Regions from separate parts of the Mus musculus genome. Here region 1 is linked to region 2. A link is a contact called in public capture Hi-C data. All regions are on one chromosome and are shown on one strand. Each heading gives the region's core, a stretch centred on a gene start, on an enhancer-like site or on the middle of the called end of the contact. The rest is flanking DNA. Distances are from core to core; before and after follow the strand shown. Region 1 has its middle 29 kb from the start of Gm34419. Region 2 has its middle 64 kb from the start of Gm29243.

Region 1 (5,313 bases), core at 1,008-3,507, 840 kb after region 2:
TTCCTATTGTGGGTAATTAGGCTGAAGAAAAGAACTCCCAGCTTCTTTCACACACTGACAGGCTGTTTTCAGTCCTGCTTCAGTATGGCGCCTACGACACGGGAACACGATAAATTCAGTTTCATACAATTGCCACCAAAGAGAGAGAGAGAGAGAGAGAGAATTAAACCCGATTATGTTGTTATTTAGCATATCCCCGACAAGACAGAACTTTAATTCTGAATTGCACCGCATCCTCTTAGTTTTCCTCTTGTGATATAGAATGTTCTTAAATGAGGTTGGATCCCAGCGTTTCAAAACATATTTCTTCTCCACTGTTGAGATAGTTCTTGCCGGCCTCTGGAAAATTCTCTCTCTCTTCTTTCACTTGTTTAAATCTCTCTGTACACATGCACACAGATGAACACATCCTACCCTAGGCTTGTGGAGGAGGCCAATGGACAACCTCGGATGTCGGCTCTCACCGTCCACCTTGTTTGCTCTCTTGGTGTTTGCTGCTGTCTACTCCAGCATAGCTGGCCATCAAGTTTCCAGGGGTCTCCTGTCTCTGTAGAAGAGCTGATGTTACAGACACAAGCACCATATCCAGCCCTGTGTTCGTTGTGGGGATCTAAGCATAGGCCTTTATGCTTGTATGGGAAGCGCTTTTCCCACCGAGCCATCCCTCCAGTCCCAACAATTCACTCTTCTCTTGCTGTGACCTGTGTCCTTGTTAGGAAGCTGGCCAAATCAGCAGTCAGTATATGTACCCCCCAAAGGGGGCACCCCTATGTAGGGATAGGCTGTGCGTGGACATGATCCAGAACTTTTAACAAAATATCCCATTTAGTTGGTCTAAATGTATCCTGGACTTAGATTTCCCTCAGCTAGATACCTCAAAGACCCAGGGATGCTCTGGAGCCTCCTGAAACAAGGGCAGGAAGAAAGGAGGGGAAGTTGGAAAGACAACGCCAAGTAGAACTGAGTTAAAACGTTCCTTCCTCTATGTTGTCTATTACACGGCCATATGGGTACATTATCAGTGTATGCCATAGGCCTTTCTTTGTAAAGGGTCTTTAGAAACGAGGCCCTGCAACCTTACTTCACAGTACATCTGCCTCTGGAGACTTGGTTCATGGATCCTCTTTCCCATTGGCAGTCAACCCTGCTCATCATACTTTGGCACCAAATTCTCTCTCTCTTTCCATTGCTTGACCTGGTCCAAATAGCACGACATCAATTCTGGCAAGGGCCTCCTATGGCATCACACTATGTATGGTAGATGGTATCATGGCAGAAGGACATGCAAGAGGAAGAAATCACAGGGCAGGGTAGAAAACAAGTCTCCCCACAAGGACTCACTCCACAAGAATAGCATCGGTTCCCCGAAGGCCTTACTCTGGGCTCTGTCTCCTGAGGGTCTGCCGCTTCTTAGCATTGCCACACTAGCAACCACATTTTCCAGGAATAAATCGTCCAGGTATAAACCCCATCCAAACAATCGCAACCAGCATGCTGAGATCTCTGCATGGAATAGTCCAAACCTTCCTCTTGTCTCTTTGTCCTTCCTGGAAATGTCACTGCCTTTTCACCTTGATTTTCTTGCCTTTGGATTCATTTCCTAGTAGATCAATCTCTTCTAAATTGTCATTGCTCTGGAGACAGCTAAACGGCGTACGAAGTAAATGAGTAAGTGGGTGGAGATGATTTCGGAATCATGAAATAGAACCCCAGTCTCTCATACATTGGCTGTGTGTCCTTGGGTAAATTATTCAATATTTCTGAACCTCCGCTTTACAATATCCTTAAAATAATTAGAGTTGTCCTACAGTTCACTAAGCAGTGCCTGGTGCGTTGGGATTGATCATGGGAAGGTGACAAGGGTAATGATAACATAAACACACAAACAAACACCCATAAGTCTCAGCGTTCCTTTGGAGCAAGCAAACTTTTCCTACCCCACTTTTCCTTGCCGACTCCCACACCCAACATTGGCCTCCCTTCCTCCTGCTTTTATCTTTTGTGAGGAGCAGGACATATGCCTCTGGTTCTGTGTGCACAATGACAGTAATTAGAGCCATAGGTTGGAGCTCAAAAAAAAAAAAAAATGGCGTCTGGTTAGCAAAGGGTCCCGTCAGTTCAGCCAAAAAGTACAGCAGATCCTGTCTGTGCGGAGTACATAGTCACTTCCCCTAGTTTTCAAAGTTGGTAATACTGTTAACAGGCGGCTGGTGACAGCAGCAACATCAGCATTGTCGGCTGGGCAAGGTGACAGAACGTTCTGCACTTCCTGTCTCTCAGGAAACGATCCGCGGATTCAGATGCAAATGAGCGCGAAGCCAGCCAGTCCTGATTTGCATTTGCTCTCGGTGAACTCGCATTCCCTCCCCAAGTTCGTCTTCTGTGCATTTGCAATGCTGAAATGACTCTGCCAAAGCAATTTCTTTTTTCTACTCTATCCGTTGTAATCTCAGAAAATCCTCCCCCGAAAGCCCAACTTTTACTCTGTGTTAATTTGGCCCTTGTTGCCCAGGCTCCCCTCCGAGATGTTTCTGCTCTCACCTGCCCTGCATTCAGGTCTCTCTGTGCTGCGCCTTCTCCCATGAGGCTTTGCAGCTAGCTGTCCTTTAAGTTGTTTCCCATCCTGACCTCATGTCCTGGGCCCACAAAAGGCACACAATTCCCTCCTAAAGGACCAGGACAGTGGCAATGCTCTGTCAGTGTGTGAGGGACCCAAGGCTCTGTTAAAATGAACTTCAGTAAAATCTGACGTGTCCAGCTGACCTTTAATCAACACAGGCAGGAACTTGGCAGGTCTTGTTAGTATGAATTACAGATTTGTTTGTTTGTTTGTTTTTGAGAAGTGTGACAATAAAAATAAAAACAAAGAACAACAAAAAAACTTGTCTATGAAGCCTAGAGGTTTGTGTATATATTAATAAAAATCTAGTTATGTCACTAACACATATATGTAGATGATCATAATTATATTATTGACTCTCATAAAAGACATGAGGATATTATAAAAAAGCTAAGTTTTATTCAAGACATAAACAGACAAACACAGATTATACTTGGTGCCATTTGCAGTTGAGGGGAATACAAGCACACGGAAATAACAGGGTATTAATTATACTGCATAAACTACTACATAGGTGTCTCAGTCAGCTTTCCATAACTGTAACAAAACACATGAGCTAATCAATACAAGGAAAGGAAGGCTGATATTCCCTCAATTCTGAGGTTTCAGTGTTTTGGCTCTGTTTCTCTCTGCCTGCTGGGTGCATTGTATATCATAGCGGGATCATGGGCCACAGATCTCTTCACCCAATGTGACCAAGGAGCTAAGACAGAAACAGGAAGAGGCTAAAACATCAACACTAACTTCTTCATGCTAGGCCTCTCCTCCTAAAGTTATTTTCCACCTCCAGTAGCACCTCAGGCTAAGAACTAAGCCTTCCCTGGATAGAGCTAATGGGGCTAACTCAGATCTAACACTCAGCAGTGAGCATCTGCAATAGCTCCATTATCATTTCCTGCTGTCACTGCGGTAAGCTCCAGGGTAGGTACCAAACATCTGCCCTGTTACACTGATTGTTCTGCCTTAGCAGTTCATCTCTCTTAAGTAAAGCACATGGCAGTAAGAAGTGACCCCTTGATGCTCTCCATGTCTTGCACTGGGTCTAAGTACTTACACGGCATACAAAATAAATGTGAAAGACCTGGTTGTGTCGTCAGTAAAAGCCTCTGGCCAGCTAGATAGGAAGTCAAAAGCTACATGTGGATTTTTTTTAATTGCATGGGGTCTTAGGCCCCTAACGTCAGCAATGCACAGAGATTACACCGCCTTGAGCTCAAGGAATGTTTACAGCAGGAGCACACACCTGTGTAGCGAGCATCAGACCGGGAGGTAGGTCAGCAGATGTCCCAGGACCCAGAACCTTCCCTCCACATTCTCTCCTAGCCAGGGCACAGCCCTGACTTCAAGACCATAATTTTGCCTAACATTGAACTTGACATTAACACAGTAACACACGATGTACTTTCTTGGATTTTCACTTCTTCTATTGCGTTTGTATGATTCACCTACACTGTGGTTCATTTTCACTTCTGTGGACCATTTTGGTACAGGGAGTTTGTGCTATTTCATAGGAAATACACTTGGATTGCTTTCTGCCCGGGGGTTCTGCACATTATCTATATGACTTCTGGTGATGTGTGGACATACTTCTGAGATGTTGCTTCATGGGGTTAAACTCATGGCTTTTGATGACTAAGAGGATTTGGTGGTGGTTGGAGAATTTTAGGCATGAGGAGACTTGTGGGATCAGGGTTCATTCTGTGTCATTGGGCAGCTTTATGTCACCCAAATGTCAACATGATTAGAGAGAGACCTTTTAGGAGGGTCTTGTGGTTAAATTAAATCACAGAAGTGGGTTCCTAGTCCAATAGAGAAAGAGAACATGTCTTTTCTTTCCCCCACCCCCACTATGTACCCAGCAAGCAAAGACCAGATGAGGACACAGTAGGGAATTAGCCTGTCATCAGACAGAGAGACCTTACCAGATACTACAGCCTTTCTCAGTGTGTAAGACTTGATCTAGACTTCCCCTCACAGTAGATCTAATATAAAATTTTGTTGCTTATACAGCTCAACTCATGACTCTGTTACAGTAGCCTCTGCAAACTGAAAAACAAAAAACAAAAACGTTTTGTCCTGATGGGTTTTGTTTGTTTGTTTTGTTGCTGTTGCCAGGAAAATATCTTTTAAAAACTACGTAATTTTTACTGTTGTGAAATACAAATAAAACTTTTAATGTTAATAATGTTCAAGGGTAGAGTTTGTGATATTAACTTCATCTATTGTGGGGAGCGGGTGTGGCGGTAGTCCCAAGATGGCGCCCAGGACTGCAGCTAAGTCTTATGATTTGCACCTGACTTCCTCATACACCTGAAAATAAGCCACAACCATCGTGAGAGATGCGCAGGTGCACCATGACGCAAGATCAGGCCGTTTGACGAAGGCCAATGAACTGAGATTACAAGGACTAGGCTCATGGGGAGTGGTTGAGGGGTTATATAAGTGATTGCGATTGGGGGCTGGGAGAAGATTCCTGCTTGCATGTTGAAAGGTTCCTGAATAAACTGCTTTGAGAAGAACGCTGCATCGTCCCTCTTTTCTGCTGGTTGGAGACAGAAGCAACAATCTATGATGCTACACTTTTCTCCGTAACTCTTCAGCACTGGCAGCCGTCATCTGTCCTGTTCAGAGCACGCACATTTGGCTTGGGGCAAGTGGCCAGCAACTACCCTTGATCATATCCATGAGAGGGA
Region 2 (4,754 bases), core at 2,051-4,550:
TGTGTAGATGTACCACATTTTCTGTATCCATTCCTCTGTTGAGGGGCATCTAGGTTCTTTCCAGCTTCTGGCTATTATAAATAAGGCTGCTATGAACATAGTGGAGCATGTGTCCTTCTTACCAGTTGGGGCATCTTCTGGATATATGCCCAGGAGAGGTATTGCTGGATCCTCCGGTAGTACTATGTCCAATTTTCTGAGGAACCGCCAGACTGATTTCCAGAGTGGTTGTACAAGCCTGCACTCCCACCAACAATGGAGGAGTGTTCCTCTTTCTCCACATCCACGCCAGCATCTGCTGTCACCTGAATTTTTGATCTTAGCCATTCTGACTGGTGTGAGGTGGAATCTCAGGGTTGTTTTGATTTGCATTTCCCTGATGATTAAGGATGTTGAACATTTTTTCAGGTGTTTCTCTGCCATTCGGTATTCCTCAGGTGAGAATTCTTTGTTCAGTTCTGAGCCCCATTTTTTAATGGGGTTATTTGATTTTCTGAAGTCCACCTTCTTGAGTTCTTTATATATGTTGGATATTAGTCCCCTATCTGATTTAGGATAGGTAAAGATCCTTTATATAATTTGCTAAACACATGAAACTCAAGAAGAATGAAGACTGAAGTGTGGACACTATGCCCCTCCTTAGATTTGGGAACAAAGCACCCATGGAAGGAGTTACAGAGACAAAGTTTGGAGCTGAGATGAAAGGATGGACCATGTAGAGACTGCCATATCCAGGGATCCACCCCATAATCAGCATCCAAACGCTGACACCATTGCATACACTAGCAAGATTTTATTGAAAGGACCCAGATGTAGCTGTCTCTTGTGAGACTATGCCGGGGCCTAGCAAACACAGAAGTGGATGCTTACAGTCAGCTAATGGATGGATCATAGGGCTCCCAATGGAGGAGCTAGAGAAAGTAGCCAAGGAGCTAAAGGGATCTGCAACCCTATAGGTGGAACAACATTATGAACTAACCAGTACCCCGGAGCTCTTGACTCTAGCTGCATATATATCAAAAGATGGCCTAGTCGGCCATCACTGGAAAGAGAGGCCCATTGGACTTGCAAACTTTATATGCCCCAGTACAGGGGAACACCAGGGCCAAAAAGGGGGAGTGGGTGGGCAGGGGAGCGGGGGTGGGTGGATATGGGGGACTTTTGGTATAGCATTGGAAATGTAAATGAGCTAAACACCTAATAAAAAATGGAAAAAAAAAATGAAAACAACAACAACAACAACAACAAAAAAACAAAAACACGATTACGGAAACAGTGATTTATAGTCAGTCACCTTGTTTCTTGAATTCGCAGAAGCAGCCATGTTCAGTTCTGAGACAAAATAACACAGGACATGGCTTTTGAGTTTGGTCTCCTCAGGAGTCCGTAAGAGCTTTTACTTAAGTATGAATGTTCAGAATTCCTGAGCAGCTAGGTATAATTAAATCGTTTCTCTCATTTCTGTCCTTAAGATTCGATTTCCTAATTCTGTTTATTCAGATTGTTTTTCAGTGAAGGAGACACAGTGGTGCCTCTTTTTGTTATGGCTAATGGCTCTGTTTTTTCAGGACCGCAGCCAGAGTGATAACTTAGTTGAGTTGGTTGAGCTGGGACCCTTGGCATCTCCATTTAATCTCATACTCTTCTGTTTATCTTGTTTTTTTTTTTTTTTTTTTTTGCCCACAGGGCTATCAAGGCCCTGCTGATGCTTGGAATTGTATTAGGGGCTGGGGTGAGGCTGTCTGTGCTCTGTTTCCCTCAGAAGAGAAGAAGCACTCTCTCAGGCAGCAGCCGTGGGATAGTGGAAATGGTCTTGGTGTGGGTTGGCAACGGGCCAGATCAATAATGGTGCTGTAGGCTTCCGGGTTCAAATTTCTAATTTCTAGTTAACCTCTGTGATGGTTAAATTTGGTTGCCAACTCGATCTGATTGAGAAGTGCCTAAGGGATTAGTGAGCGCGAGTCTGTGAGTGCGCATGTCCGAGCTCAAGTTTCCTGAGGATGAAGGAAGAGGACGATTCATCCTGCGTGTGGGTGCCATCCCATCGGCTGGTGACCCCACGGAATAAAAGCAGAAAGTTAGCTAATTTAGGCACTCTTTTTCTCTCCACCTCTCCCTCTCCTCCACTCCCTCTCCTCGCCACTCCTCCCCGCCCCCTCCCTCTCCTTCCTGGCTACTGTAAGTTGTCCCACTCTCCTTTCATTTCAGGATGGACTGAAACCTCAGGAGCCAGGAACAAAAATGCTTCAGAGGACCAAGCCCTACCCCTCCCATTGATGCCAGATAAGGCAGTCCTCTGCTACATAAGTAGCAGGGGCCATGGACCGGTTCTTGTATACTTTTTGGTTGGTGGTTTAGTCCCTGGGAGCTCTGGGGGCGGGGGTGGGGGGGAGATGATATTGTTGTTCTTCCTATGGGGTTGCAATCTCCTTCAGCTCCTTCAGTCTTTCCCCTACCTTTTCCATTGTGATGTGGTGGGAGTGGATGGGTGTGGAAGCATCCTCTTAGAGGCAAAGGGGAGGGGGGGATGGGGTGGGGGGTTTTCAGAGTGGAGAGCAGGAAGGGGGACAACATTTGAAATGTAAATAAATAAAACAATACAAACAAACAAACAAAGAAATCCTTCCTCTTTGGGTTGTGCCTGTTAGGGATTTTGCTACAGGGATAAGAAGAGCTAAGAGACCCTCAGTCTATCACAGTGATCTTTCTATGATATAGCCATGTTTTCAGCTACTTTATTGGGTTCTTTTTCTTACCACTGTCTCCACCCTTCCAACCCCCAACCCTTGCTAGTAGCGAAAGAAGGTTAGAGGTAAAGGGGGGCGTGGATCTCATTAGAGTATTTCCTGCTGATTAAGGGTGTCAGGCTCCTTAGAGCAAGTTTGATCTTGCTCGTCAGGCTATCTCCAGCAGCAATCCAGCGGGAGCAGGAGAGGGAGCAGCCACAGCTGGGGCGCTAGCTTTTTTACACCCTCTGGAGACTCCCCAGAATTCCAAACGTAAACTACTCTCCACTGGCAAAATTATGCCCCTGCGGGAGCCCAAATCATAGTTGCCTGCTGTGGACAATGGGAAGCAGTCCCAAATCCCATACCTGGGATTAAACAAGAACATATTCACACAACATTTCTGTGTAGTTAAAGAGACCAACGTTCTTGCTACACTAAGACTCTTAAAGATGGCCTTCCCAGCAGGCTCTGGGGTAGGTAGGGGTGATGTTTTTCAGAGCCTACCAGCCTTGGTGTGAAGAGGAAGGAAGCCGAATTGAGGACTTAAACTGGAGCGGGGAGGTCTCCGGAAAGAGGGGAGCCCAGGTGGTACTTGTGGGAACTGACTGGTTCTGACACAGTACAATACAGCACCAGTCGTGGTGTGAGGTGGGCGGCAGAGGAGGTGTAGACTTAATAAATTTGCTCATTTCTCATTTAGCTGTTCCAGGGCTAAACATTTTGGATCTTGGATCTGATTTACTTTGATTCCCTCTAGAATTCAGGTCTCTTTTGCTTTAGTTCCACTGAGCCCAGAACAAGGAACCTGGAGGATCCTGTATTAGTGAACCATGGTACTGGGCTATCTAAGACCAGCTTTTACTCAGATGAGATTCAAGGACTCCCTAGTTTTTTCTTGTGAATTTCATGACCCCAGACCTTGTGGGGTCATAGTAAGTGTTGTGTTGGAATCGAAGCTCGAGTCTGGACAGACCACACCAGGCCAGGGCAGTTCCACATGAGAGAGGTTTATTGGGGGGAGGGAGGAGGCAGAAGGGGGTGATAGAGACAAAGGAAAAGAGAGAGAGAGAGAGAGAGCAAAGCTCAAGAGGGTATGCCTTTTATTTAGGCTGTGATGTAACTGCTCATGGGAGGTAAACTAAAAGACGCTGAGAATGTATGGTGATTGCCATGGCAACAGATGTGTGGATCCCTGTTGCCTATGGGTGACATCACCGCCATCTCTGGGTTTGGAGGTGATCTGCAAAGCCAGTTCCTGATACCAACAGGAAGTGATACTGTTTCAGTGAGGATCATTGAAAGAGTTAAATGAGAACATCTCAGTACTTAGCATGGTACCTAATTCATACTGTAAATGATAAATACATGCCCCAAAGGACAAGCAGCAGGGATTAGAAACTGGCACAGATTCCTTCATAGACCCATGCTTCAGCTTTCTGTGAAAGAATTTATAGATGAAGTCAGCTTCTTGCTTTGTCGTTAGGATTGCTACTTAGGTGGATACACACACACACACACACACACACACACACACACACACACATGCATATATACATACATATATATTTATACCTCTGTTTTTATTTTGTGTGTGGGTATTCTGCCTGCATAAATGTGAACCACATACAAGCAATGTCTATGGAGCCTAGAAGAGGACATTGGATCCACAAGGACTAGAATTATAGACAGTTGTGTTCTGCCATTTGGGTGTAAAATTGAATCTACATTCTCTGGAAAAGCAGCTGGAGATTGTAACCACTTTCATCCCTCTAGCCCCTCAAGTGGCTTGTCCTGGCTACTTGAAGCTACTTTTATGTCAACTTGACACAAGTTAGAGTCACCAGAGAGGAGGGAGCCTCAAATAAGAAAATGCCTCCATAAGATCTGGCTGTAGGAGAGCCTGTAGGGCATTTTCTTAATTAGTGGCGAAAGGCCCAGCCCATTGTGGGTGGGGCCATTCCTGGCCTAGCACTTCTGGGTCCTATAGGGAAGTAGGCTGAGCAAGTCATGAGGAGCAACTGTCCT

Evidence for each region. Capture Hi-C pulls out chosen DNA fragments and counts their contacts.
Region 1: a capture Hi-C map of embryonic stem cells shows a contact between it and region 2, with 7 times the contacts expected there. The contact joins two enhancer-like sites. A contact is called at or near these places in 1 of 115 datasets of contacts at active chromatin or transcription factors (embryonic stem cells) and 1 of 9 other capture datasets (embryonic stem cells).

The regions. Positions count from the first base shown.
Region 1 is chr8:35,121,239-35,126,551 of GRCm38.p6, forward strand. No RefSeq gene overlaps it. Among named protein-coding and RNA genes, the nearest start is that of Gm34419, 29 kb to the left of the region's middle. Within about 2 kb of position 2,258, at least 100 of the 459 cell types and tissues checked have an H3K27ac peak or open chromatin away from gene starts, as enhancers often do. A contact at or near this core is called in embryonic stem cells, where this site is marked.
Region 2 is chr8:34,278,546-34,283,299 of GRCm38.p6, forward strand. No RefSeq gene overlaps it. Among named protein-coding and RNA genes, the nearest start is that of Gm29243, 64 kb to the left of the region's middle. Within about 2 kb of position 3,301, at least 26 of the 459 cell types and tissues checked have an H3K27ac peak or open chromatin away from gene starts, as enhancers often do. A contact at or near this core is called in embryonic stem cells, where this site is marked.